Regions from separate parts of the Mus musculus genome. Here all the other regions are linked to region 1. Evidence: chromatin contacts called from public Hi-C, HiCAR-type, HiChIP or PLAC-seq and promoter capture Hi-C data. All regions are on one chromosome and are shown on one strand. Each heading gives the region's core, a stretch centred on a gene start, on an enhancer-like site or on the middle of the called end of the contact. The rest is flanking DNA. Distances are from core to core; before and after follow the strand shown. Region 1 holds the start of Ciao3 (cytosolic iron-sulfur assembly component 3). Region 2 holds the start of Fahd1 (fumarylacetoacetate hydrolase domain containing 1). Region 3 holds the start of Spsb3 (splA/ryanodine receptor domain and SOCS box containing 3). Region 4 holds the start of Mapk8ip3 (mitogen-activated protein kinase 8 interacting protein 3). Region 5 holds the start of Clcn7 (chloride channel, voltage-sensitive 7). Region 6 holds the start of Tsr3 (TSR3 20S rRNA accumulation).

Region 1 (4,091 bases), core at 1,143-3,642:
AAACAAAAGGATTTGAATCCAGGCTGGGCTGTTCAGTGAAAACAAAACAAAACAATAGGGCTGGAGAGATGGCTCAGTGGTTAAGAGCACTAACTGCTCTTCAGAGTCTAGAGGTCCTGAGTTTGAATCCCAGCAACCATATGGTGGCTCACAACCATCTGTAAGATCCAATGCCCTCTTCTGGTGTGTCTAAAACCAACAAAAACTGAGTATAGGATTTTAGTACATCAGTTTTTTTCTCTTGTAAAATCGCATGCATTTGTGTGTGCACATACATGTGTATGGGTACATTTGTGCTATGTTGTACCTGTGGAGGCCAGAGAGTCAGTTTTCTATTTCCATTATACAGGGCCTGGGATTGAACTCAGGTTAGCAGGCTTGGCTGGCTAGTGGCTGGCCATGGGCCCCAGGGCTCTCCCTGTCTCTACCCTCTCAGTGGGATTACAGGCAGCACATGTCACTGTGTTCAGCTTTTACATTAATGTTACAAGTCACACTCAACTCATTCCTCATGTCTGCACAGCAAACACTACATCAACTCTCATCTCAGCTGGGTGTGGTATCGAATGCCTTTAATCCCAGCACTTGGGAGGCAGAGGCAGGCAGATTTCTGAGTTCGAGGCCAGCCTGGTCTACAAAGTGAGTTCCAGGACAGCCAGGGATACACAGAGAAACTCTGTCTTGAAAACAAAGAAACAAACAAACAAACAAACAAACTCTCGTCTCAGCCTGATTGTTACCATTTCTAGTAGACATTTTGGTGACATTAATGATGTTACAAAGCCAGGCATGGTGGCACACACCTTTAATCCCAGCATTCCAGAGGCAGAGGCAAATGGATCTCTGTGAGTTCTAGGCCATCCTAGTCCACCAAGCGAGTTCCAGGACAGTCAGGGCTACACAGAGAAACCCTATTCTGTTTAAAAGAAAAATGACATTCACGTGTGCAGCATCTATTCTAAAGACTTTTCTAACCACCCTGATCAGAAACCTTCTCCACACCTGAGGTCAGCTTTCCATCTGCAGGTTTGCCTGTCCTGGACATTTTTGCTGAATGGTGTCACACGTGTGGCCTTTTGTGACTGGCTTCATGAAATCCACTGATTGTAATGTCTTCAGGGATCACCTACATTACACCAGGACTTCATTCTTTCTACTGTTCCAGGCCATTCTGCTCTGTCTCTCTTATTGGGCCTTGGATATGCCTCACATCTGCCAGCCGTCCACTGGGTTTGTTCTAATAGACTTGGGTTTGGTGGTGGTGGTGGTGAGTTTGAATTTCCAGGGATCTATGTATCACCCTCCTTCCAGCATTAGAATCCTCCCAGCAACCCTGTATACAGTTACCAAACCCAGACACTATTGTGGATGCCAAGAAGTGCATGCTGAAAGGAGCCTGATATGGCTGTCTCCTGAGGCCCTGCCAGAGGCTTACAAATACAGAGGCAGATGCTAGGCAGCCAACTGTTGGACTGAGCACGGGGTCCTCAATAATTAAAGAAAGGACTGGAGAAGCTGAAGGGGTTTGAAACCCCTTAGGAAGAACAACAATATCAACCAACCAGACCCCCCAGAACTCCCAGGGACTAAACCATCAACAAAGGAGTACACATGGCTCCAGCTGCATATGTAGCAGAGGATGGCTTTGTCATGCATCAATGGGAGGAGAGGTCTTTGGTCCTATGAAGGCTTGATAGATGCCCCAGTGTAGGGGACTTTGAGGGAGGGGAGGGGAGAGAGGGTGGGTGGGTGGAGTAACACCCTCACAGAAGCAGGGGAAGGGAGGATGTGATAGGGTGTTTCCAGGAGGGAGGGAGGGAAACTGGGAAAGGGGATAACATTTGAAATGTAAATAAAGAAAATATCCAATTTAAAACAAGAATCCTCCTGGCAAACAGAAACTGTCCTTTGGCCCTGGTCCAGTCCAAGAACCTGCTTCTGTAAATGTTCTCCCACACTCCAGTCTTAACATCTCAACAGCACTTGTCTATCTCATTTTTTGGTAAGCCCATTCCAAGGCATTCCAGTGAATCAAAGTTAATTTTGTGTTCTCCTGCCCACTGCATCTGGAACCTTCCTTGAGTATTGCTAGGTCAAGGTGATGAATGAAATCCGGATTCCGACCCCTACGGGAAGCGGGAGAGACTCTGAGTCTCTAGTTACATTCTTTGCGTTATTTGTCTTTGCTACCCTGCTACACCACAACCAAGGGACGCAAGGGAGACCGAACGCTGTGCTGTGGAACTTGCAGCTTGAGTCCGCTGGGCCGAGCGCTCAAGGCCGCCGGCAGAGGGCGCGCACGCTTTTCAAAGCTTGTTGACGGAGAGAAATGAGCATGCGCTGGAATTTGCGTTTTCCGGCAGAGTGGCGGAACTGCATGTCATTTTGGTGTCATTTTGCGACACCCCCGTGTGACACTCGGCGGCAGTGAGGCTGTCATGGCGTCGCCCTTCAGTGGGGCACTACAGCTGACCGACTTGGACGACTTCATCGGGCCATCTCAGGTGGGCCGGCCAAGGGCGAGTCGGGCAGGAGGAGGGTCCGAGCCTGGCCGTGCACCTCGGGAAACCTCTCTCGTCTGTGTCTTTTCCCAGGGCCCAGGACCCAGGGCCTCAGTCAGTCTAGTTCCCTTTTCACAAACACAGACAACTGAGGCCAGGGAGGGCCAGACAACGCGGTTACTGGGCCCGGAGCGATCCCTGGGACCATGGGAGTGTTTAGTGGTGACAGGCAGGTTTAGTGTTTAAAAAAAAAAGGTGGGGGGACTTGTTGTTATGTGATCTTAAGTTACTGTTGTAGTAGTGTCACCCAGCTGGTGATGCAGAGACATGGTGGGGCTGAGTTAGCCTCCACACACCTGTGAGATATCCCTTCCCACTCCTCTCTCAGAGCCAGTTGTCATCTCTGTGGACAGGGACCATGTTGAAGGGACAGGTTTGATGTCCACTTGGGCCACAGCCACAGCTAATGTTCCTGACGTTGCCTCGAGGAAGAGAGAGGGATACAGACAGACCGCCCTGAAAACAGGAGCTGCTGCCCTTGCTGGGTCTTCCTTTGTCTCCAGAGCTAGCCAAGTCCCATGACCCATAAAAGACGGGCTGAGCTGCCACACGGACAGGATGAACTGGGCCATCTTACCCGAGACTGGCCCTTTTCTGGAAAGCCACCAAGGTTCAGGAAGCGATAACAGGAGATGTCCAAGAGAAGGGGAGAGACATGGAGTTTCATCTGTGGTCGTGGGATGGAGGTGACCTCTAGATGTTTCCAAGGAAAGCCTTCCTGTCTGGCCAGGCCTCTGACACTCTGATCTCCGGGGGTGTGCTGCTATGTGCACGTAGGAAGGGCAGGCTAGTCAGGGCTTCTTGCATTAGCTTGCATATAGAGTTTGTAGCAGATTTCATGGTGATTCTGGAGAAAGAGTGGCCTTGATGGCATTCTCCTCACCTTGTACAGAGAAGGGTGGGCAACCAGAGCTCAGCATGGCTTCAGTGGCAGGAAGGTGGTAGAATTGGCCTCGGTGGTGAGCTTCACTCTATGGCCGGTAGCCAACCATCCCTGAGGCCCTCCATACCCAGCCCCCCACCCCACTCCCCACCCTCCCCACCCCCCGTCCAAGTTGCTTTCTCCTAATAGAGCCTGGTGTGGGGTCTTTCCTGGTGTAGAATTGCATCAAGCCTGTAAAGGTGGCTAAGAAGCCAGGAAGTGGCATAGCCAAGATCCACATTGAAGACGATGGCAGTTACTTCCAAGTGAACCAAGTAAGGACCCTGAGGTCTCACCACATCCCTGCTGGGGGCTGGCGGTGGCAGGAGGGGGAGGGAGGCTGGGGTGTGGATCTGAAACACACATCTTCTTCTGCCTTTCCCAGTCGCAGATGTGGCCACCCTGAAACTCACTGCATCTCCCCAGCTCTCTCACTGGTCACATTCACTGACCACGGGGAGCTGAGATGATGAACAGGGCTGCCATGGTGAGCAGCCAGTCTGTCCTGTTCTGCACGGGGCAGGAGGAGCCTCCCCTCCTCCTTTGCCCCCTACGTTTAGTAGCATAAGATTTTGAGGGGGTTGGTTCCCTCAAGCCCCTCCTCCCTC
Region 2 (4,091 bases), core at 697-3,196, 920 kb before region 1:
ACTTCAGGTTCTGAGTTTGTGACAATTTCATTACAACTTGGCTCTACTTCAGTTCTATCTTCTAAGTCTGCATTGTCATCAGAAATAATAATAATGCCAGTGGTATAGCTTTGCAAAACAAACAAAAAAAACAAACAAGAAACCCAGAATACACAGAAATATGGAATGAACTATGGTTGGCATATTGCCTTACAGTAATGATAAACTACTAACAAGATGTAACATGCCTTCTTAAAGGGACCAGCAGGCTCCTATGTACCCTCTCAGCAAAAGCCACTATCTAATTCTACAAGACTCCACTAGGCCCTGACAACTGTGCTGTGCATCCTGACAGGCATTTTATCAGGGAGGGGTGCAAGCATGAACACACACAGCATCTCCAGGCTTGTCAGTTCCCTAGGGCCTGTGTCTTTGAGGTGGAAGTATTGGTTTATGTGGTTAATAAGTTAAAGAGGCACAGTGCTCAGGAAACCAAAGGCCAAGGTCCTAAGTCCCAGAGGAAGAAGTGCTCCCCACCCTGGGAAAAGAAAGTGCTCTTTTCAGTCACACAGAAATGGTCTTTATTTGGAAAACAATTTCAAAATTATCTTCCAAACTCAGAAGCCACACCCAAAGTAAACAAGGCAGGGCTGCAGCAAGAGCTCACTTAACAAAATTCTTATCTGGCTTTGAGGTGGAGGACTTTCCCAAGTAAAAATCAACTGGAGTGCTCTGTACAAACAGCTTTCCTAAAGGCCAACAGCATTAATGAGTTACTTCCTTTGCACTTTTAAGTCTGGAGGTATAGACTTCAGAATGATTTATTGAAAAGTCTATTCAGTTCAGTTTTAGAAAAGAAAACTACAACTTCTCAAAGTTTAGTTTAACATTGCCCTCTTGGGAAGCATTCTATATCCTTTAGCTTCGTTGTTCCTGTTTCTATTTCAGTCCCAGGTCTTTTAGATCACGTTATTTTTTAAGGATTCATCTTTTTTGACATGTCTAGCATAATTTTTAGATTTTCATTATTAGTGTCATTTATTTCCCTTGCTTCTGTCTCCCTTCCCCTTTGGCACTCTACTCTCAGTATTCTGATCTTTTCACCTTGAACCTCATACTAACCACCCCATCTATGCCGGCCTCGATCTCATCGTTTTCTTTAATTGGCCCAACTCCCTTTGGAGTCCCGGTCAAGATAAGATCTCCTTCTTCCAAGGTTATTATCTTAGAAACATAGCTGATGATGTAGGGGATGGAAAAGATCATAGATGATGTTTTGCCCTCCTGCCTGAGCTCTCCGTTGACCTTGAGCCACAGTCTTAGGGCATGAGGGTCAGGAATCTTCTCCTTGGGCACGAAGGCACTGACCGGGCAGGAGGACGTAAAGCTCTTAGCCAGGGTCCACGGCAGCCCCTTCTTCTTGCACTCCTCCTGCACATCTCTGGCAGTCATGTCCAGGCACAGGGCATAGCCGGCCACGTAGTCCATGGCTGCAGCCTCCGGGATCGCTTCACCACGCTTGCCCAGAAGCACTCCCAACTCCACCTCGTGGTGGAGGTTGCGGCAGTAAGCGGGCATTAACACCGGTGAGCCCTCGGGAGCGTACGCGGTGGACGGCTTCAGGAAAAGCACAGGCTCACTCAGCACGGTGCTGCGCATCTCTTTGACGTGATCTGCATAGTTCCTCCCCACGCAGACGATATTCTTGCCCCACTCCCAGAAACGAGACAGCGGTTTGGTGGAAGCCATAGTACAGCTTTGGGTCATGTGACCACCGACTCCCCCGGACTACGGCGGCCTCCAGAGGACTGGCTTCGGACGCTGTCCAGGTCGGAGCGGCCCCGCCCTTCCTTGCGCAGCAGCGGGACGCTGAGGTCAGCGAAAGGTCTCTGCGTGCAGGCGACTGCCCCAGAGAGACGAGGAGGCTCACGCTCAGCCTCCTCCAACACCCACTTGCAGACCGAGTCTACAGGCCAAGGCTGCTAGGGCAGCTAGGGAACATTTTGGGGGGGGGGGGCAGGAGCTACTACTGATTGGCTAGGGGCGGCGCGGCGGTGCGAGACAGGCACTGGTTGGCTGTGAACTCTATGGGCGGTCACTGATGGATTGAGGGCGTGGCATTTTGGTAAAGAGCAGGAGTTGGTTGGTTGGGAGCAGTAGGAGGACGACACTGATTGGTTGCAGTCGCCAACGCCAGTGTTGATGCCCACGACGCTGGTGTTGCGGACTCCGCGACCCGGCTGTGCACCCCGTGGGTCATGGTGCTGGGTCGCGGGTCGCTGTGTCTCCGGAGCCTGTCAGCGCTGGGAGCCACCTGCGCGCGCCGTGGTCTGGGTAAGTGTGTCTAGGTACTGACGCGGCGCGGCCGGGTGCTGGAGGCCGGACGTCGGTTGGGCGAGCCCTTGCTGTTTCCAGGCGCAGGTGCTGAGCGCCGCCGGGCGGGCGAGAAGCGGGGCCGGGCGTGTTGAGGGCCTTGGAATAGGCATCTGGCGCTGGAGGGGTTCGTGGCCCGGGATCGAGGCAGAGGGCTGGCACCTGCTCCCTCCTGGCCAGAGTCCGACTCCAGTTTTGGGGTTGCGACTTTAGTTTTTAAGTCGGCTTTTCCTCTTAACGTCTGATGTGGCGACAGTGGGTTGCCAAAGCCCCGGAGCTGGCCAGCCTGAATTCAGCTAGCCGGGAACTTTGGAACAATCGTGATTGAAAGTCTATGAACCATCTTTATTAAGAAGTCCGCTCGTTGAGAACAGAAGTATGGGTCTCCATTTAAGGGATACCCCTTAGTGTCGCTGCTGAAGGCTGTTTAAGAGCTAGGCGATTTAAGAGCTAGGTACAATAACTACTGAGCAGCCGCTCAGCTTTTGGTGCCGCAGAAGCCCTCCTGGTGAGAAGAGGCAACTCTGAAACGTTTTTTGACGTTTGAGCAATATAAAACGTGTCTGTGGATTTGACCTCAATTCAAACAGAATGTCCCTAGTTGCAAACTAAGGAGCTGGGAGCGATGAATTCCTTCCATAGGAGTGATCGCATCTTCTTCAGAGCAGTCAGGCTCTCTTCCGACTAGAGTGGGTTGAGCACTGGTAATAACATGATCTTTATCCATGCAGGTTTGTTGTGTTTTACCAGGAAGTACATAAAAGGGCTCGTATTCACCTGTTTCTCACCCTCCGCTGTCCATCGGCGTGGATAGTGCTAGGGCTTAGGGGAATTCAAATATTACAGAAACCTGATCTTATAGAAATGCTTATTTTGCTGAACATGAGAAGGGGTCTGGAAAGTGCCCAGCTGTTGTGCCAAAAAAGGAGAAATGGGGAGCAGGGTTGTGACAGAGCACTTCCCTAGAATGCTTAAAGCCCCAGCACCACAAATTCAGACAAAAGTACAGTGGAGTCCCTTGGTCATTTGCTGCCTCCTTGGCCCACTCCAAGACAATCCTTCGGTGATAAGTTCTCTGCCCCTCATGCTTGAGTCCCAAGCAGCAGTTTCTTCTTTTCAGGAGCTTGCACTGTGTGTTTTCCATTATGCTGGCCATAGCTGAGAAAATACTGTTCTCTCCTTGGGCTGGAGGCCTGAGAAGGGCTGAAAGCTTAGAGGATTTAAGTCCATTAGTGCAGACGCCATGACTGGAGAGTGAGCGGCCATGCTCTGGTGCCTTGTCCTGCCATCTTTAGGCCTGAGTCACACCACAGGCAGGTAACACAGCCTGTATGAACTCTTAAGAAGAAATACCAAGCTCTCAAGTCTAGGGTGAGGTGTAGATCTTTCGAGTTGCGAGTAGGAGCCCCTGGGGTTCTGTCCCTTCCCCTGCCAAAAAAAAAAAAAAAAAAAAAAAAAAAGAAAAAAAGAAAAAGAAAAAGAAAAGAAAGAAAGAGATGGAGACAGAAGGAGTCCTGACTTGAAAGCCAGCCTGGACTACACAGTGATTTTGGTCTAGAAAGGGATACAGAGCAAGATCTATTAAAAAAAAATCAACCAATCAGGCTGGAGAGATGGCTCAGCGGCTGAGAGCACTGACTGCTCTTCCAGAGGTCCTGAGTTCGATTCCCAGCAACCACAAGGTGGCTCACAACCATCAGTAATGGGATAAAGGGCACTCTTCTGGTGTGTCTGAAGAC
Region 3 (4,091 bases), core at 1,093-3,592, 890 kb before region 1:
GATAGACAGATACACAGACAGACACAGACACCCATGCCCAGGTAGGGTTGGAAGAGTTGCCAGTAGTACCTGTGGTGTGGTGACTACAAGAGCCCCAAGGGGCCTGTAGGGGCGCAGGGCTTCCATAGTGGCCATGTGCTCATCAGAGGTCCCTGGAGGTGTGTCCACAACCAGATAATCCAGCTGCCCCCAGGCCACGTCAGACACAAACTGCTTTATCAGTGCTGCAAAGACCCCAAAGCCCAGCAGTAATCCCTGAGAAAGGGTTAGGAAAGGAAAGGCCCATCTTGTCCAGCCCAGGATCTCCATCAGTTGCTTCTGGGCAGCTCCCAGGGAACCCTGGGGACATGTGCCACACACGGCAGCCAGGGCCCGCTGATCTTCGAGATAACATGGCAGAGCTTCTGGGGTCCCACAAGCTCGCCTTGCTTTCCAGCAGCCTTACCACCTGCTAGCACTCAACTGTCTGCACACTCCACGTGGCGGGGTGTAGCCAACTCCCATTGAGGCCCCAGGTGAGGATGCAACCTAGACTCTAAGGGCATCTGTGCCCTCAAGCCCAGAGAAAATGCCCTGGCTCGAGCACCTTGACAGCACATCCAGGACAGCTAGCCATTAAATCTAAGTGTGTTATTCTTCCCAGGCAGTCTCTCATGGCAGCTAGGATGGTTCAATGTTACCCGCTTAAAGCTCAGCACTGGGATCCACTGCACACTGTGCGGCCTTAGACCCTTGGCTTGAGTGAGGGCCCGTAGGGAGGGTTCTCAGAAGGGAGATCCCTTCCTATCTAAGGAGTGCCTGATGGCTTCACAACAAATGCAGAGCACAGCTTCTCCCTTGATCTTGGTCTCATGTCATATTCTCCATCCAGAGGCTGGGAGAAACCCAGAGGTATATATACCCTGAAGGGTGGACATCTATGCGCAGTAGAAGCGTTCCAATGGGAAAGAGACTCCAATACAGGCCAGGGCCAGCTTCTGGCTTTATCCAATGGCAGTAGGCACGAGATGGGGGAAAGCGGCCTCAGTAAAGAGGCACTGAGGAGTTGGAGGAAGGGAGGAAGCACTGCTTCTCACTAAGTTCTTACCATGTTTCTTGGGACCTCTCCACACCACGGCCTCATCAGGGTTTTCCAGCAGGAACCCCACAGACATAAGGGAGATGCTCTGCTCCTGATCCACAAAGACAGGCACCCAGCCATTGTCACACTGGTGCACGGCCTTGCCTTGTGCACGGAGCATGTGTGGTATGCTGGGACCGCACAGGTCCACATCTAGGATTCCCACCTGCAAGGAGGAGGATGCTGAGGGGTGGAAAGAAGTCTGCCAAGCCTGTTGGGAGCTAGGGACAACAATGAAACAGGTGTCAACCCTGGTCCAGGCCTCACCTTCTTGCCCTGGTGGCGCAGAGCCAGGGCCAACTCCGTGGAGATGGTGCTTTTCCCAACGCCACCCTTTCCAGAAAGAACAAGGATGATGTGTCGCACCCCGGCCAGGTTCCCGGGTTCTGGTGAGAAACAGGAGTTGGGGTGTCTGAGAGAGCGACAAAGACAAAGGCACGCGGGTAGGTCTTCTAGAAGCCCCAGACCTGTCTCAGCCTCACTTCTGTCTGAAGTGGAGCAACTGAAGGCACGTGCACACGTGAACGCTCACTTCAAACTGCCAGCTAATTTTAACAGACACAGAGGAAACTAACAGAGTAGATGATCACAGCTAAGCGACACCCGCGCACAAACGCAGACTCCACACTAGAGACTTCCAGTTCTAGGGAAGCAGGGCCCCCAATTCTCGGAAAGGCGTGAGGCTGAGGTCTTAGAGCAGATATAACCGCCGATGTGTGCATCGCGACACTCGGCTAGCTCAGTAAACAAGGGGACATGGGATGCTTTGGCGTGGGCCTGCACGCGGTTCGCCTTCAGACTTTCCCAACCCCTCGCGTTTGACCGACCTGCACGCTCACCGGCAGCAGCCTCCATTCCGCTACTAGTTGCTTTTCGCGGCTCTCTTCCGCTTCCTCTCCAAACTTTCGCAGCCTTTGAACCAATGGTGACAAGAGCCCGCCCCTTACTCATTTTGAGAGGTTAGTCATTCACCGTCCAGCCAATCAGATCACCCAAGGAGGTCCCGATCCTGGCAACTGATGATGACGCCACGGGCACGGACACACTTCCTTATATTTGTCCAATGGTCATGCGAAAGTTTTTTTTTTTTTTGACCGCTCTAGCGAGGGCCAATAGAAACTTTGGTTCAGGATTGACAGTTTGTGCAAGCCTCTTGACAGCAGTCCTGTCTCGCGAGACCCGCCCCCGCGCGAAGCTGCCATAGAGCCCGCCTTCGGCTGCCGGGCCAATGCAGGGCGGGGGCGGGGATTGTTTGCGTCGCGGCCGGAACGGAAAGTGGGTCAGCGCCGGGGGAGCTTTTTGGCCGCAGGTGAGCCGCGCCGGCCCAGCCCGGTCAGGCCCGGCGGCCGGCGGGTTGACCTTGCAGGCGGTCAAGCCGGCCACCCGTTGTTCCCTGGCGGTGGCGCTCGGGAGTCTGGGCGGGGGCCTCGGAGTCAGGCGTCAGGGACGGCATCGCTGTGGCGAGATCCGCGAGCCTTTGGCGAGGGAAGCAACCTTCAGCCCCGCGGAGGCCGAGCGTGGCTACGTCCAGGGACATCTCTGGTTCATTCATTGGGTTCCTACTGTGTGTTCTTATACGGCGCTCAGCCAACCCAACTGCTGTGGAGTGCTGTGCGCGGCCCCGCCCGGCTTCTTTGTGGATGGCCGGGGCGAGGTAGGGTAGTACAGTGGGTCTACAGGGGGACAGGAGGCAGCTAGGACAGAGTCGACTATTAGACAAAGACAGTCCACTCGGGAGAGGAGATCCGGACCTCTCAAAGCCTTTCATTTTGTCCCAAGAACGATGTCAAGCCAGTGAGTTTAAGGTTGTATCAAAGACTGAGTTTGTAGTGTGCAGAGCCGGATGGGTGAGAGGGAGTTGTGTGGTGCAGGAAGCGGTGGGGGTCTCCAATGGCAAGGAGGGGTGTCAGGAGTGGATGACAGCGGTGTTTCTGGCATGAGGAACTGGATGCTGTGGATGCCATTTGCCAAAGTGGACCGCGGAGGAGGAGCAAGTTAAGTGTCAAATGCCTGAGGGGCAACAGCTCCTGAACAGAATGCAGAGATGGGCTGGGACACATCCAAAGTCATGGGTGTCTGGGTTGTGTTTCACACCATCGCCCTGGGCTTGATTGAGGTGCTCAGATACTCGAGCCAGGTACGAGCTTGTGGGAGTTTCTGGAGCTCAGAGCTCAGTGTTGAGGGCTTGGAGTCCCCAGCCTTTGGTGGATCCATGGCTTAGGCTGCCAGGTAGAAGTGGCAGGGGGCAGAGTTGTGGGGTGTAGATTTGGGCCTTGTTTGGACATTGATACATTACATGTCTTTAAAGTTACAGTTATTTTTTTCCAGGTTCTCTCCACTATGGCCCGGCGTACACGGAGTAGCAGGGCATGGCATTTCGTCCTGAGCGCAGCCCGCCGAGATACAGATGCCCGGGCTGTGGCTCTGGCAGGCAGCTCTAACTGGGGCTATGACTCTGATGGGCAGGTAGGTCGAAGTGGCAAGGTGGGGATAACCAGTGTCTATGTTGGGTGAAAAAGACACTGAGCCAGGCAGCTGAGCTGTGTCCTGGTATGTGGTGCTTTTTGGTCTGGTAAAGCCTGAGGTATGTCAGGCCTCAAGACAAGAGACAGGGATCGAAAGTTCTGGATAGTGCTGGTTACTGTACAATGCTTGTTCACCAGGCCTGCCAATTTTATTATTGTGTGCCACAGTGAATGGGTCAGGAGCCTTGTATGTGTGTTCTATCTTACACCTTTATTTGGTATCTGGGGAGCAAGCTTAGGTTGTCCGTGACGTGCAGTAGCACACATACATATGCTGAGCCATTTGGATCACCCTGGATGTTTTTGTCACACAAATGCTGTATTTCATGTGTGTTGTATATGATAGGATCTGTGATCTTTTTTGGGTTTTTGAGACAGGGTTTCTCTGTATATACCTGGCTGGCTTTGAACTCAAGAGAACTGCCCAAGTGCTGGGATCAAAGGCA
Region 4 (4,091 bases), core at 1,029-3,528, 840 kb before region 1:
CCACCTTGCCACAGTTCTCTTTCTAGGTAACCAGTGGTCAACAGTGATACTTGTAGTGAACCTGATTCACTACTTTTGGTAACTCACTCATTTTATAAAACAGCTACAACTGAAGGTCTGAGAGAAAGAGGGAGAGGCTGGGTAAGGTGTGTGGTCCCCGGGGGCAGGATAGCCAGGCTGGTTTCTTCTGTCAACACTACAGCTGAGCCCCTCCTCTCAGGTTCTGAGTCCCAGAGAGGGAACCACCTGGTATCAAAACATACTGGTATCAGGAAAGAAGGAAAGGGCTGCGATGTTGTCTCTGTTTAAAAATTTTAAAAACCTAGGATTCTGTCTTCCCAGAAAGCTGCTGACAGCTCAGATTACCCATATCTGACTAAGCTTAAACAAGCAAAGTGCCCGGGACAGCAATTCTGCAGCACAACTCTGCATGCAGTGATGCATCGCTCCGGGCTATTACACCATCTCATCACCCATCCCTGTTTAGAAAAGGAAACTGTAGTCTTTTTACAGAACTGAAGATAAGCATGCAGGTCTTTCCACAGGAGCTAGGATGCTGTTTACAGTGTTTAGTCCCCCTTCAGCTTTACCCTCACTGGAGGTCCCTCCAAGGGCATAAATGGGCATTTAACCCCGGCTTCCACCGGGCCAGTTTGGCATCTATTTACTCATTGCATTGCTCAGCTTCCTTTCAAGAGCTGGGTCTTCTGCACAACCTAAGCCCCACGTACACTCACTGCTCCGTCCAGCTTGTTATTAAGCTGGAAGGCAGAGGCATCCTCCCCGGGGGACAGTGTCAACACTCAAGCAGAAACCATTTTACAAGGATGTAACTTTGCCTTACCACAGTACACCTTCATTTTCTTCTTTTTCTCCACATTAGTGATCTTGACTATGTAAGTATGGAGGCAAGGGGAAGAAATAATACCCAAGTCCTTTGCCAATGTATCAAAAGTCCCCAGAGAGTCAGGGCTATGGAGAGTGGTATCAGGCACAAGACAACTCCAGGGCAGGTCTAGAAGGACCAAACACTGCAGACTTCTAGGGTACTGCCCCACTAGGCAGCAATATGAACCCAGAAGGTAAGGCTTAAGCTGTTGCCAAGGTCTACCCTGTTACTTGGCCTGTCCTTTTGTCTGTGGTCAGTGTGTGACCTTGATCTAGCCCAGACAGTTTCTGGAGCCAGTTCCCTGTTTCTGAGGTCACCCAAGCCCTCCTCACATCCTTTGAGGCTTTTGAATCCCCCCATATGTAGAGAACTTGATTAAGCCAGTTATGTGGTGCCCATGCATTCACAGCAAAATCTTGACAATCAAAAGGCAAACCATGGAAAGTATGAATGATTCAAGATAAGCAAAGCTTTTATCCTAGCTGTGATGCAGGGCCACTAACTTAATAAGAAGCCAAAATATCAAGATCGACTCTTAATTTCAATAGTAGTCTCTAAGACTGTGTCAAGTCAACTTCACTTAAATGGAATTTAACCTCATATAAGAAGGCACTTCCCATCATAAACCGAAGAGCATTTATTTCTAGAATTGTAGAATTCTGGGCTTTGTGATTCTAGGGCAACTTGCTCCAAAGACGGGAAGGAATAAAACCCAGAGCCAGCAGGCGGCAGCCAAGGTCAGAGGACAGCAGGAATGGGGGCCCATGTCTCCCGGACTCTGCACAGGCTGTGCTCTAGGTCCCAATTGGATGGAGAAAGTGGCACTCCCAGCAGCATCGGCATCAGCATCAGCATCAGCAGCATACTGCCGGCTGAGCCGAGCTGGCTGCTCCACGCTACCCACACCGTCCCTCACCGTCCCTCTCCGCGGCGGCCGGGGCCCACGCACCTCCTCGGCCTGTTTGCGCAGCGCCTTCTCGCGCTCGTATTGCGTGAGCAGCTGCTCGTTGTCCTCGCGTAGGAGCTCCAGCTCCACCTCGTGCTCCTGGTTCTCGCTCAGCACCGAGTCAAGGTTCTCCAGCACGTTCACCACCAGCGGCATGAGCTCCTTGACCACCTCCTCGTCATAGCAGTGAATGAGGCGCTCGAACTCGCGGTAGATGGAGCCCGCCAGGCCCGACACACGCTCCGACATGACCGAGCCCGAGCAGTAGTCGTCTTGGTACACCACCACTCCTCCTCCCTCGTCCATCTGGATCTCCATCATCGCGGCTACCGCCGCCGCCGCCAGCGCGGCTCGTTCCGGGGCCCGAATCCACGGGCCGCTGTCACCTCAGGCAGCCGCTACCTTAGGACGTGCCGCCGCCCAGGCCGCGCCCGTCACTCCCTTGCCGGAAGTCCCGCCTGGCTGCGGGGGTGGAGCCCCATCCAGTTCCGCCCCGAGCGCCTTGACGCTAAAGGAACGTTTCCGGCTGCGTTGCTGGTGGCTCTTGAGGACGTAGCTCAGTCTGATTGGAGTGACCTGGATGCTTCTCTATCTCTGTCCTGTTTGTCTTCAGACCTTTGTCATACATACTCTGGCCACCCTCAACGTTCACGCGACATGTGTCGCTTGCCCTGTTTCTGGTTGTTTCCCGCTCTGCTGGTTGCTTAGTTCCATGCAGTGCTTCATTTTGCACAGGACACCAGGTTCTAAAATCCTTATGTGTGGCGGTACTTTTGAGACAGAAATATAAAGCGAGTCGATCTATATGTGTTCATTTGCTGGGGACACCATGAACCTGACTTTGAACTACTTGCTTTTTTTTCCTCTTTCTTTTTTTTTTTTTTTAAATTTATTTAATGTATTCACCGTTGCTCTCTTCAGACACACCAGAAGAGGGCATCAGAACCCATTGTAGATGGTTGTGACCCAACATGTGGTTGCTGGGAATTGAACCTAGGTCTTCTGGAACAACCAGTGCTCTTAACCACTGAGCCATCTTTCCTGCCCTTGAACTACTTTCTTGCTTACGTGGTTTTCCCGGTCCCCAAAGCCTTCCAAGGCAGCTCAGATTCACATCCTCTTAAAAAAAAAAGTTACTTGTTATTTTATGTGTATGTGTTTGGTTGTATGTAGACTTGTGCATCACACACATTCCTGGTGTCTGTGAAGGCCAGAAGAGGGCATCTGAATTGGAGTTAAGAAGGTCAGTTGTGAGCAGCCATATGGATGGCCAGAACTGAACAGAGGTCCTCCCCTCTAAGAGCAAGTACTCTCAACTGCAAGCCACCAGATCTTACTCTTAACCAACACAGTCCTTCTTGTAGCTGAAGTCCAGAGCACTTAAAACATTCCTCACAATTTCATATGCAAAGTCTTACTGTGTAGCACTGGCTGACCTGGAACTTGGTATGCCTGGCTTCTGCCATTCAGTATACACCATTACCTGGGGCTATACTTCCCTCATCTTTCCAAACACATAGATAAATACCTACTCTAAGAGATTGTTTTGTAACATGCCTCAGACCTTAGCACAACTCACTCCATGATGGAAGTCCAATTCAGGCTGTAAAACTCGGCATGTAGATAGCACCACCTGCCAAAAGAATGAAAACAGACCCAATCCCTCAGTGTGGATAGTTCTGAGAAAGTCTCTAAATTCCTAACTTTGCTTTTTGGCTTCTGTAGTTCTGCCTCTGACTAACTGTTCTTGTTAACTGAAGCATGCCAACCCAGAACATGGCTTTGCCCTTAAAAGCTCATCCTGAGAAAGGCTCAAGGCCTTTCTTGTTTGAGATCCTAAACACCCAGTGTACTCACCAGCCAGCTAATAAAGACTTTCCTATTGGCTTAAAACTATGTCAGAGCATTCTTCCACGGTGAACACCCCACAACATTTTCAGGTTGCCTGAATTTTGATACTGATTTAATTTTTCAAGCCTGCAAAACTGAGCCTACGTATTATATTATCAACCAACTAGGAAAACAGGCTGACGAGAAGGGGCATACTGCAGTAGCACTTGCAGTGACTGCTACCCGAGCCAGTTATTAGTATTTACTGTAGATGGTGTTTCACTTGTATGTGCCCTGTGCCCACAGAAACCAGAGGAGGGTGCTGGACGCTCTGGAGCTGGAGTTAACTAGGGGTTTTGAGTGTCACGTGGGCTCTGGAAATAGCATCTAGATCCTCTGGTAGAGCAGCCAGTGGTCTCCCCACAG
Region 5 (4,091 bases), core at 1,154-3,653, 640 kb before region 1:
GCCTTGAACTCAGAAATCCACCTGCCTCTGCCTCCCAAGTGCTGGGACTAAAGACATGTACCACCACTGCCCAGTTTCTGATCAAAGTTTTGAAGGGATCTAAGTTCAAGCCCCATGGAATACTAATGACCTTAGTTGGACAAGCCAGCTTCATTTCCCAACCTCAAAGCCCAGCAATACAAAAGAGGTTCATGACATCCTTATCACTGTCTTGTAAAATGACAAAACTAAGGTGTGTCAAAGAGGAAACAGCACACACACACACACACACACACACACACACACACACAGAGAGAGAGTCACAGGATAATCATGGGAAAATTCAGAACACCATTTAACTTTCTTCCTCTTATTCTGTGTTTAGTTTTGGTTTTACTTTGAATTGTATGAAAGGAAGGACATTTCCTATAATCCTCTCACCCTTAGAGGTTAAGATGAACTTAAAACTTTCTGATTTGAAAATTTTCAAATAAAAAAGTTTCAAGGTAATATTATATACATGTATATGCATATATATATATATAAAATCTAGGATATATATATGTACACATATATAGATGAATGTACATATATATCCTAGAACCCTTGTTAACTCTCTTACATATGATCTTTGTCACCACTGATGTCCTGAATTGTATTTTAACTATTTTTATAGAATCTTTCTATGTCGTACATATTAACCCCAGCCCTCTCTGATATTTCTCTGTTAAATGTAGCTTTCACATTATATACCTATTTCCTTCATTAAGTGGACACTTTCTTCCTTGCTTCCTTCTACCATCCTCTGTAATGCAACTGCCATGACACTGCTCAGAAGTAAACTTTGTAACATCGTTCTTTCTCTGTAGAGTGCCACCCATGATTACAGTCACTCTCGGGTCCCTGAAGTTGTAGTATCAAATCCCAATCCTTGCCCCTACATAATTCAGGATACATCTAAGAACAACTTTGTTGATGTAACACCGATACTAAGGCAAACTTAATCTTCCTAAAATACTATTGCCTAAAGCAACCTGCGGCTAGTTAATGCCACGCCCATGTGCTGTCCTAGTCTCCTCCTCGGAGGAACCCCAGTCTTTCCTAATTTGGCACTTCAGGGTGCCACGGTCCACCCAAGTCGGTTATGGGGGTCTCTGGAATGAGGGTCCTCAAAGCTAGGTGGGTAAGGATTCGGTGGTGACAAACAGAAACAAACACAGAGGCAGTTTGAATCTGAGTGCATTTTGCAGCTCTCAAGCAGGGGATTTTATACATTAAAAAACCAAACATTACATCTCTTAGAAACTATATCCAGTGAAACAATCACAAATACCAACAAAAATCATTTGGCACAGTAAAGCACAAAAATCATCCAAGCATTACAACTCTGAAACTATGCATTCAGTGAATCACAAACAGTACAGGTAACATCATTATTAATATAAATCATCAAAATATAACAATTCTAAAAGGATGTATTCAGTGGGGGCTGTTGTCCAAGTCTAGTGGCTTATTTCTAGGAGCAGGTTAATAAATCTTTAATGGTCAGTGCTCTTAACCACTGAACTAACTCTCTAGCCCCATGGTCAATTACTATTTAACATCTAGTATCTGGGTTTTTTCTTTTTCTTTTTTAACAAATCTTCAATATGTAAATTCAAACTATTTTAATTCTTTCTAATTAAGGCTTTCTTTACCATACACCAAAATCCACCTCCGATGACACACGTGCAGCCATATGAAATTTTATTGTTGGGAAAGTTTTTATCTATCGTAATAGTTTTGTAAATGATTTAGAAAGTAAGGCATTGTTTTCCCGGGGGATAAGGTCATGTTAGTGGCCCCCATCTCTAGGGTTGGTTTCTTACCCATTATTCTTGCTTAAGATCTTGGCCTAGGCTACCAGGAACATGTAAATAAGAAAAGGAATAAGAGAAAACAAAACATTGCCATAAGAACTACCACTCAATATTTTTTTCTCCGGCGAAGAGTTCCACACCGGTTCCAGGAGGCCTACCCCTTTTGAGGTCAATAGCCTCAGTTTGTGGAACTTGTCATACAGATCCTACTGGAAGTGGTGTGGCATCAGGGTCTCAATCCCTTTCCCGGAATTGCAGCAGTTTGGCTGCCCTTTGAGCACAGGAAACACATGAAGCCAACTTAGTTGAGAGGGACGATTCCAGAACTTTTACAGGTAGTTTATTTTTTTTTTTTCCATATCATCTCTTGGAGGACTAGGCGTGCATCTCGGGCTGGTTCTTCTCTGGAGTTTGGGTCACTGCCTTCAGTGAAGACACTAATTGCTAGGGATTTTGAGTTCTAGGTTTCTACCCTGGGCTGCAACGACCAGTGAACCACAATTCCCAGGAGACTCCGCGCTCCCGGATCTTGCCGGCCTCCGTCGTCAGTCACGTGGGCACCGATGATAGATCACGTGAGACCTGGGCGCGGGTCACGGGAATGCTGCCGGTCTGCCGGCTGTTCTTGTTGAGTTTGGTCCTCAGTGGGCCATGGCCAACGTCTCTAAGAAAGTGTCTTGGTCCGGCCGAGATCGCGATGATGAGGAGGGGGCGCCACTGCTTCGAAGGACAGGGCAGCCTGACGAGGAGACGCCGCTGCTGAACGGAGCTGGGCCGGGCGCGCGCCAGGTGAGGCCCGCGGGCCGGAGATGCAGCCGCCGGGATCGCTGCGCCGGTCCTCAGTGTGCTGGCGGGGCCCAGAGGGAGGCCACGGTGCTCTCCTCTGTTATTTTTTTGAATCCTGGAAGACTTTTATTTTTGATAGCCTCGCACTCATAAACCTCTTCTTTCTTTCTCTTTGAACCCCTTCTTCCCATCTCGTTCCTCAGTGGCTACACCATCAGAGAAAATGATACCCTCTCCTCCAGGAACCGTTGTCGCTGACTTTTCAGCAAGAGATCCCAAGACTTTAACGTTGCTTTTGTTTTTTAATTTTACTTTTCGTGGTGAGGGTCAAGCCAGGGTTTACACATACAAGGCAATCATAACGACCTCAGCTCTGCACCCATAGCCCTTGACGTTTCAAGATAAGGTCTCACAGTGAGACCACCAATGAATTCATAATCCTGTCTCATTTTCCCAAGAACTTGGAAGGCCTGGACTACACGCTTGGTAGTTTTCAATTTAAATGGCAGAATTGTGCTTTCGGTGAAAGTGCCTGTCTCCTTTCTCACAGGAGTAATTCCAGACGTTTGGGACACAATTGCAGTGTCAAGCATCCCCACTCATTTTCTCTTACTACCTAGTTGAACTTGGAATGTGCAGCCAGACATGATAAGCAACAAGTCAGAGGCCAGAGTGTGCTCAGCACTGCGAACAGTTTGTGCCTTCAAATGCCTAGCGTTTAAGACCGGGACAGGCTTGTTTACTTGTGTGCTTTTGCTTCTTTTGCCTGTGTGCATCGTGTTAATTTTGAGTCAGTTACTTATATCAATTCCTTGATGTTAGTCTGTTTTATAACTGTCCTTTACCCTTCCTCCTCCTGATGTTAGAGGTGTCTTAACAAACACTCCTGCTGTTTTAAAGGCTAAGAAGAGCACAAGATAGGGCTACCGCATCAAAACTTACATTTAGGCTTTCTTTGCTAGACCCTTGAAGGTGCAGTGGACAGTGAAAGTCAAAGTCAGCTCCTTGTTGCTGGGAAGCAGCTCAGGCCCTTTTGAAGGACGTGTGCTTGTGACTCCGGTCTGCAGTAGTGATCAGAAATAAGTAAGGTGGTAGAGCTGTGTCTGCCTCCCTAGGGTGTTTCTGGGTGGTGTGATTTGTTATCCCTGTTGTAAAGAAAGTAACCTTTGGGGAAGGGGGCTATTGCTGCTCTTGGAGAAGACTCAAGTTCAGGTCCTAGCACCCAGGTCCAGTGGCTCAACCACTTATAACTGTAGTTTCAGGTGATCTGACCACCTTTTCCTCTCCTGGCCTCCACTAGAGAGGCCTCCACCACACACACACACACACACACACACACACACACACACACACACACGTGTCTCTCTCCAAAAAGAAAGTAACTTTATGTTGGCAACTGGTTTTTAAGAGAGGGAAGAATTTGGAAACTGACAGAGTTGAGTTTGGGCTGAATACATGTGGGTTGTT
Region 6 (4,091 bases), core at 914-3,413, 530 kb before region 1:
CTATGCATACTGTATCTTTTTCTTTCTAATATTGCTATTAAATGAATAAAAATAAACATCTGCAGTACTGGGTTCCTAGCAACATCTGGCCCCTCCTGGCCAACCAAGGAGCTACATGTTAGTTTGGAAGGGCTGTGGAGAAGTCTTACGATTATACACAAATACACGCGCGCGCGCACACACTATTATACACAAATACACACGCACACGATTATACACAAATACGCACGCGCGCACACTCACACAACCTCACAATGTAATGGTAGCAGGACTTAAAACAGTGTCACCTTATGAAAAGGAGAGAAGATGGTAACAGTTGACTACGAGAGGAGCCTGGTAAGTGCTCTGCAGCCCTGAGCTATCTCTTCTTCACGGGATCAAATCTACAAACCAGCTTGCCCAACATGCCTAAGATAGTGGGTCACCAAATCCCCAGAGTGCAGCTAGTCACGTTTTTTTTTTTTTTTTTGGAATCTTTATCATGTATCTACTTATTTATTTATTTATTTTTATTAGATACTTTATTTATATACAATATAAATAAATATTAAATAAATTTATTATTATATATATTTATATATATTTATATTATATATTTATTTATATATAATATAAATATATATATATAAATAAATATATATTTCAAATGCTATCCCGAAAGTTCCCTATACCCTCCCTCCACCCTGCTCCCCTACCCACCCACTCCTGCTTCTTGGCCCTGGCATTCCCCTGTACTGGGGCATATAAAATTTGCAATACCAAGGGGCCTCTCTTCCCAGTGATGGCCAACTAGGCCATCTTCTGCTACATATGCAGCTAGAGATATGAGCTCTGGGGGTACTGGTTAGTTCATATTGTTGTTCCACCTATAGGGTTGCAGACCCCTTCAGCTCCTTGGGTGCTTTCTCTAGCTTCTCCATTGGGGGCCCTGTGTTCCATCTTATAGATGACTTGTGAGCATCCACTTCTGTATTTGCCAGGCACTGGCATAGCCTCATACGAGACAGCTATAACAGGGTCCCTTCAGCAAGATCTTTCTGGCATATGCAATAGTGTCTGGGTTGCCAAGGTTCTTTTATGCTGGCCAGCCCTGAGCCACCTCCAACAGCTTGTCTTTCAGTCCTCCTAGGATCTTAGTCCCAAATTTCCTGTGCTGGTGCCCTCTCCACTCCGTAAGACCTAGAAAGGGCTAGATACACCTGGAGTGTTGAGTCTTCATACCCAACATCCCTAGAGCTTCTAATTGGTCTAAGCACCTGTGGAAAGTAGAGGCTTTAATACCACAAGTTGGAGGCCAGCTTGAGTCTACTATAAAAGACTTTGAAAGACTCTTACCTTAAAAACACAAAAGTAGCCGGGGGTGGCACACGCCTTTAATCCCAGCACTTGGGAGGCAGAGGCAGGCGGATTTCTGAGTTCCGGGCCAGCCTGGTCTACAAAGAGTTCCAGGGCTATACAGAGGAACCCTGTCCCGAAAAACAAAACGAAACAAAACAAAAACCCCACAAAAGTTAGGGATGTGACCCAAGCCTTGAGCGCTTGCTTGCTTAGCCCTAGGTAATCGCCAACCCTGGGAGCGAGAGGGGATTGCAGTTCCAGTATATACTTCAGAGCATTTAAAACACTCAAGTTTGACAAACGAATTCGTAACCCTTCAGCGAGTACATTATGAGTCCTTCATCCAAGGCACCCTTCCCTCCCTAACCGAGAGCTTTTTTCGGCCCCCTCAGTCAGCACCTCGGCCAGCTCCGCACCCTCCCGCGCTCACCGGATACAGCTGAAGGCTCTCTCTTGGGCTGAAGGCGGCTTGCCTGGGGCAAGAACGGGTTATTCAGCCTATGGAACAGAGAAGGTCAGAAGAGCCAGCCAGGCTCGGTCCCCAAGCCGCAGGACCGTGATCCGCTCACCCGAATGTGTTAGGCTCCTCCACCACCTTCATCTTCCCGGCACATGCCGGCGCGGGCCCTGCGGAGCGGGGAGAGAGGTGGTGAGTAGGGAGCGGAGGCGCGAGCGACGCCAGCGCGCGGGGGGCTATGTGCGCGGAGCCACTGACCCTGCGACGCGAGCCCCAGCAACATCAGGAAGCCAGCCAGCCGCCCCGCCATTGCTCCTAGGGTCTCACGGTCACGTGAGTGACAGCCGGAACTGACTCCCCTCAAAACCGGAAGCTGTGCGAGCGCGCACGCGCGCACGCTCTTGAACAAACGCTGGAGCTGAGGATTTCATCTCGGATTTCATCTAACATTATGGGCCGCAAGAAAGTTGCTCGCGGATCCAGGAAAGAGAGCGGTCGTGTTCGGCGACCCTCTGGCCGCTCTCTGGATGCTTTCGCTGAAGAGGTGGGCGCTGCGCTGCGTGGTGAGTTTGGAGCAGTCGGAGCAGCGGGTCGGGCCTGGGAGCAGGCGCTGAGGACCCGGCCTTCTCTCTCTCCTTGTAGCATCCGTGCAGCCCGAGGAGGCCGAGGACCAGGGCGGCCCGGGCCCTGCGGCGCTGCCTTGTGCCTTGGCTATGTGGGAGCTTGGTCACTGCGACCCCAAGCGCTGCACGGGCCGCAAACTGGCCCGTCTGGGTCTGGTGCGCTGCCTGCGCCTGAGCCAAAGGTTTGGCGGTCTGGTGCTCAGCCCAGTAGGCACTGAGTACGTGTCTCCGGCAGACAGGTAGACACCAGAGGCCTGGGGATCGGGGAGGGGTCGGAGAGGGGTTGGAATGCCCTTCCCACCATCTTGTCTTTGTTAAACTGCCCTGTATCAGGAGTATCATTTTCTTCAAGCCTTGCTTATTGGTCTTGGATGTCCACATCTTTCATATGAGCAGAGTTGTATTTAATTTGACCCTTTTCATAGAGCAGGGCTATAGTGTAGAAAGCCTAGGAGAAACATTTGTTGTGTAAAGTAAACACTGTCCAGCTACCCTCAACTGCTTCCTGAAGGGTTCTTTCTACTATTGCAATAAACCATAACTTCGAAATAGCAGAGTGATCTCTCATCTGTAGTGAAGCCAGTCTCCAAGGATGTGCCTTATTTGGGGCCCTAGAACCTACCCTACACTCTCTGACAGACAGCTGGTGGCACAGTCAGGGGTCGCAGTCATAGACTGCTCCTGGGCCAAACTGGACGACACACCCTTTCAGAAGATGCGAGGGAGCCACTTGCGGCTCCTGCCTTACCTCGTAGCTGCCAACCCTGTAAACTATGGCCGGCCCTGCAAACTTTCCTGTGTGGAAGCTTTCGCTGCTGCCTTCTGCATCGTAGGTGAGTTTTGGGTCTGACAGAAGCCTGGCAATGGCAGTCTGGAGGCTGACTGCTTGCCCCCTCCTCCTCCCTCACCTGGAGACTGGGGTTTCTTCTGGCAGAGTCTGAGCAAGGGGGTGGGATGTGAGGAGAATATATTGGGAGCCATTAGAAAACAGCCTTTGTCTTCAGTCTCAGTGCCCACATACAGTCTTAACCTTATGAAGCAGAGGTAGAGGCAAAATGGACCACTGCCTTCCCTGGATGGTGTGTGGGCCCAATGGCTACCCCGTAAGACACAGAGACTAGGATAATAGGACTGTTTCTCAGCAAATGAGAGGAACCTTGGGAACTGTAGAGGAGGTGACAGCTTCCTGAGATAGCAGGCAGGGTCATGCAGTTGTGCTCTCTATAGGTGTCCCAGGCATATCTTTGGTTTTTGTTCCACTAGGCTTTTCAGACCTTGCTGTCATTTTGCTTCGGAAGTTTAAGTGGGGCAAGGGCTTCCTGGACCTGAACCGGGAGCTCCTGGATAAGTACGCAGCTTGCCGTGGCCCGGAGGAGGTGTTGCAGGCTGAACAGGGGTACTTGGCTAGCACCAGGGACACGCCTGAAGAGGACATCGGTGAGTCCTGGTGTTGGCTGGGAGCCCCAGAGAAGCAATCAAGTCCCTCCAGGGCCTTAGGAGCCTAGAGCCTGAAAATCACTTAGAAGTCCCCTTCCTCTCTTCTTCTTTCTTTCTTTCTTTTTTTTTTGGGGGTGGGGGTGGGGGTGGGGAGAGGGTTTCTCTGTGTAGTCCTGGCTGTCCTGGAACTCACTTTGTAGACCAGGCTGGCCTCAAACTCAGAAATCCGCCTGCCT

What was found. Promoter capture Hi-C pulls out the DNA fragments that hold promoters and counts their contacts. A called contact is a pair of places that touch in the nucleus more often than the background predicts. HiCAR-type assays count read pairs that join an accessible place to other places. HiChIP or PLAC-seq counts read pairs in DNA pulled down with a chosen protein or histone mark.
Region 2: a contact with region 1 is called in a HiCAR-type map of astrocytes, with 4 times the contacts expected there. The contact joins the promoter of Fahd1 here to the promoter of Ciao3 in region 1. A contact is called at or near these places in 3 of 39 promoter capture datasets (hippocampal neurons, liver and pre-B cells), 1 of 484 Hi-C or Micro-C datasets (B cells), 2 of 115 datasets of contacts at active chromatin or transcription factors (astrocytes and embryonic forebrain) and 3 of 9 other capture datasets (adipose tissue, liver and pancreatic islet).
Region 3: a promoter capture Hi-C map of pre-B cells shows a contact between it and region 1, with 3 times the contacts expected there. The contact joins the promoter of Spsb3 here to the promoter of Ciao3 in region 1. A contact is called at or near these places in 6 of 39 promoter capture datasets (the HPC-7 cell line, cranial neural crest, embryonic stem cells and 3 more), 2 of 484 Hi-C or Micro-C datasets (the HL-1 cell line and embryonic stem cells), 12 of 115 datasets of contacts at active chromatin or transcription factors (the SCID.adh cell line, bone marrow-derived macrophages, craniofacial prominence and 7 more) and 1 of 9 other capture datasets (pancreatic islet).
Region 4: a promoter capture Hi-C map of pre-B cells shows a contact between it and region 1, with 3 times the contacts expected there. The contact joins the promoter of Mapk8ip3 here to the promoter of Ciao3 in region 1. A contact is called at or near these places in 4 of 39 promoter capture datasets (the 3T3-L1 cell line, embryonic stem cells, liver and 1 more), 1 of 115 datasets of contacts at active chromatin or transcription factors (bone marrow-derived macrophages) and 2 of 9 other capture datasets (liver and pancreatic islet).
Region 5: a contact with region 1 is called in a Hi-C map of B cells, with 10 read pairs. The contact joins the promoter of Clcn7 here to the promoter of Ciao3 in region 1. A contact is called at or near these places in 1 of 484 Hi-C or Micro-C datasets (B cells), 3 of 115 datasets of contacts at active chromatin or transcription factors (bone marrow-derived dendritic cells, bone marrow-derived macrophages and pancreatic cancer cells) and 1 of 9 other capture datasets (macrophages).
Region 6: a contact with region 1 is called in an H3K4me3 HiChIP or PLAC-seq map of bone marrow-derived macrophages, with 5 times the contacts expected there. The contact joins the promoter of Tsr3 here to the promoter of Ciao3 in region 1. A contact is called at or near these places in 4 of 39 promoter capture datasets (the HPC-7 cell line, hippocampal neurons, liver and 1 more), 1 of 484 Hi-C or Micro-C datasets (B cells), 5 of 115 datasets of contacts at active chromatin or transcription factors (SST interneurons, bone marrow-derived macrophages, embryonic forebrain and 2 more) and 1 of 9 other capture datasets (macrophages).

Annotation. Positions count from the first base shown.
Region 1 is chr17:25,771,384-25,775,474 of GRCm38.p6, forward strand. Ciao3 (cytosolic iron-sulfur assembly component 3) reads left to right here and starts at 2,393. Exons shown (of 11, transcript NM_026238.4): 1 at 2,393-2,504; 2 at 3,663-3,758. The coding sequence starts at 2,439. It overlaps Gm41550 (a long non-coding RNA gene), which reads left to right. Exons shown (of 3, transcript XR_876684.1): 3 at 1,027-1,161.
Region 2 is chr17:24,848,356-24,852,446 of GRCm38.p6, forward strand. It overlaps Fahd1 (fumarylacetoacetate hydrolase domain containing 1), which reads right to left and starts at 1,947. Exons shown (of 1, transcript NM_023480.3): 1 at 541-1,947. The coding sequence starts at 1,746. The coding sequence ends at 1,063. Hagh (hydroxyacyl glutathione hydrolase) reads left to right here and starts at 2,135. Exons shown (of 9, transcript NM_024284.2): 1 at 2,135-2,313. The coding sequence starts at 2,238.
Region 3 is chr17:24,884,332-24,888,422 of GRCm38.p6, forward strand. It overlaps Spsb3 (splA/ryanodine receptor domain and SOCS box containing 3), which reads left to right and starts at 2,343. Exons shown (of 7, transcript NM_001163751.1): 1 at 2,343-2,429; 2 at 3,449-3,586. The coding sequence starts at 2,349. Nubp2 (nucleotide binding protein 2) reads right to left here and starts at 2,019. Exons shown (of 7, transcript NM_011956.3): 1 at 1,948-2,019; 2 at 1,388-1,506; 3 at 1,088-1,286; 4 at 70-224. The coding sequence starts at 1,975.
Region 4 is chr17:24,934,699-24,938,789 of GRCm38.p6, forward strand. It overlaps Mapk8ip3 (mitogen-activated protein kinase 8 interacting protein 3), which reads right to left and starts at 2,279. Exons shown (of 33, transcript NM_001163449.1): 1 at 1,839-2,279. The coding sequence starts at 2,156.
Region 5 is chr17:25,130,988-25,135,078 of GRCm38.p6, forward strand. Clcn7 (chloride channel, voltage-sensitive 7) reads left to right here and starts at 2,404. Exons shown (of 25, transcript NM_011930.4): 1 at 2,404-2,627. The coding sequence starts at 2,490.
Region 6 is chr17:25,238,007-25,242,097 of GRCm38.p6, forward strand. Tsr3 (TSR3 20S rRNA accumulation) reads left to right here and starts at 2,164. Exons shown (of 6, transcript NM_026676.3): 1 at 2,164-2,358; 2 at 2,438-2,657; 3 at 3,058-3,251; 4 at 3,682-3,855. The coding sequence starts at 2,247. It overlaps Gnptg (N-acetylglucosamine-1-phosphotransferase, gamma subunit), which reads right to left and starts at 2,110. Exons shown (of 11, transcript NM_172529.3): 1 at 2,054-2,110; 2 at 1,908-1,965; 3 at 1,769-1,836. The coding sequence starts at 2,105.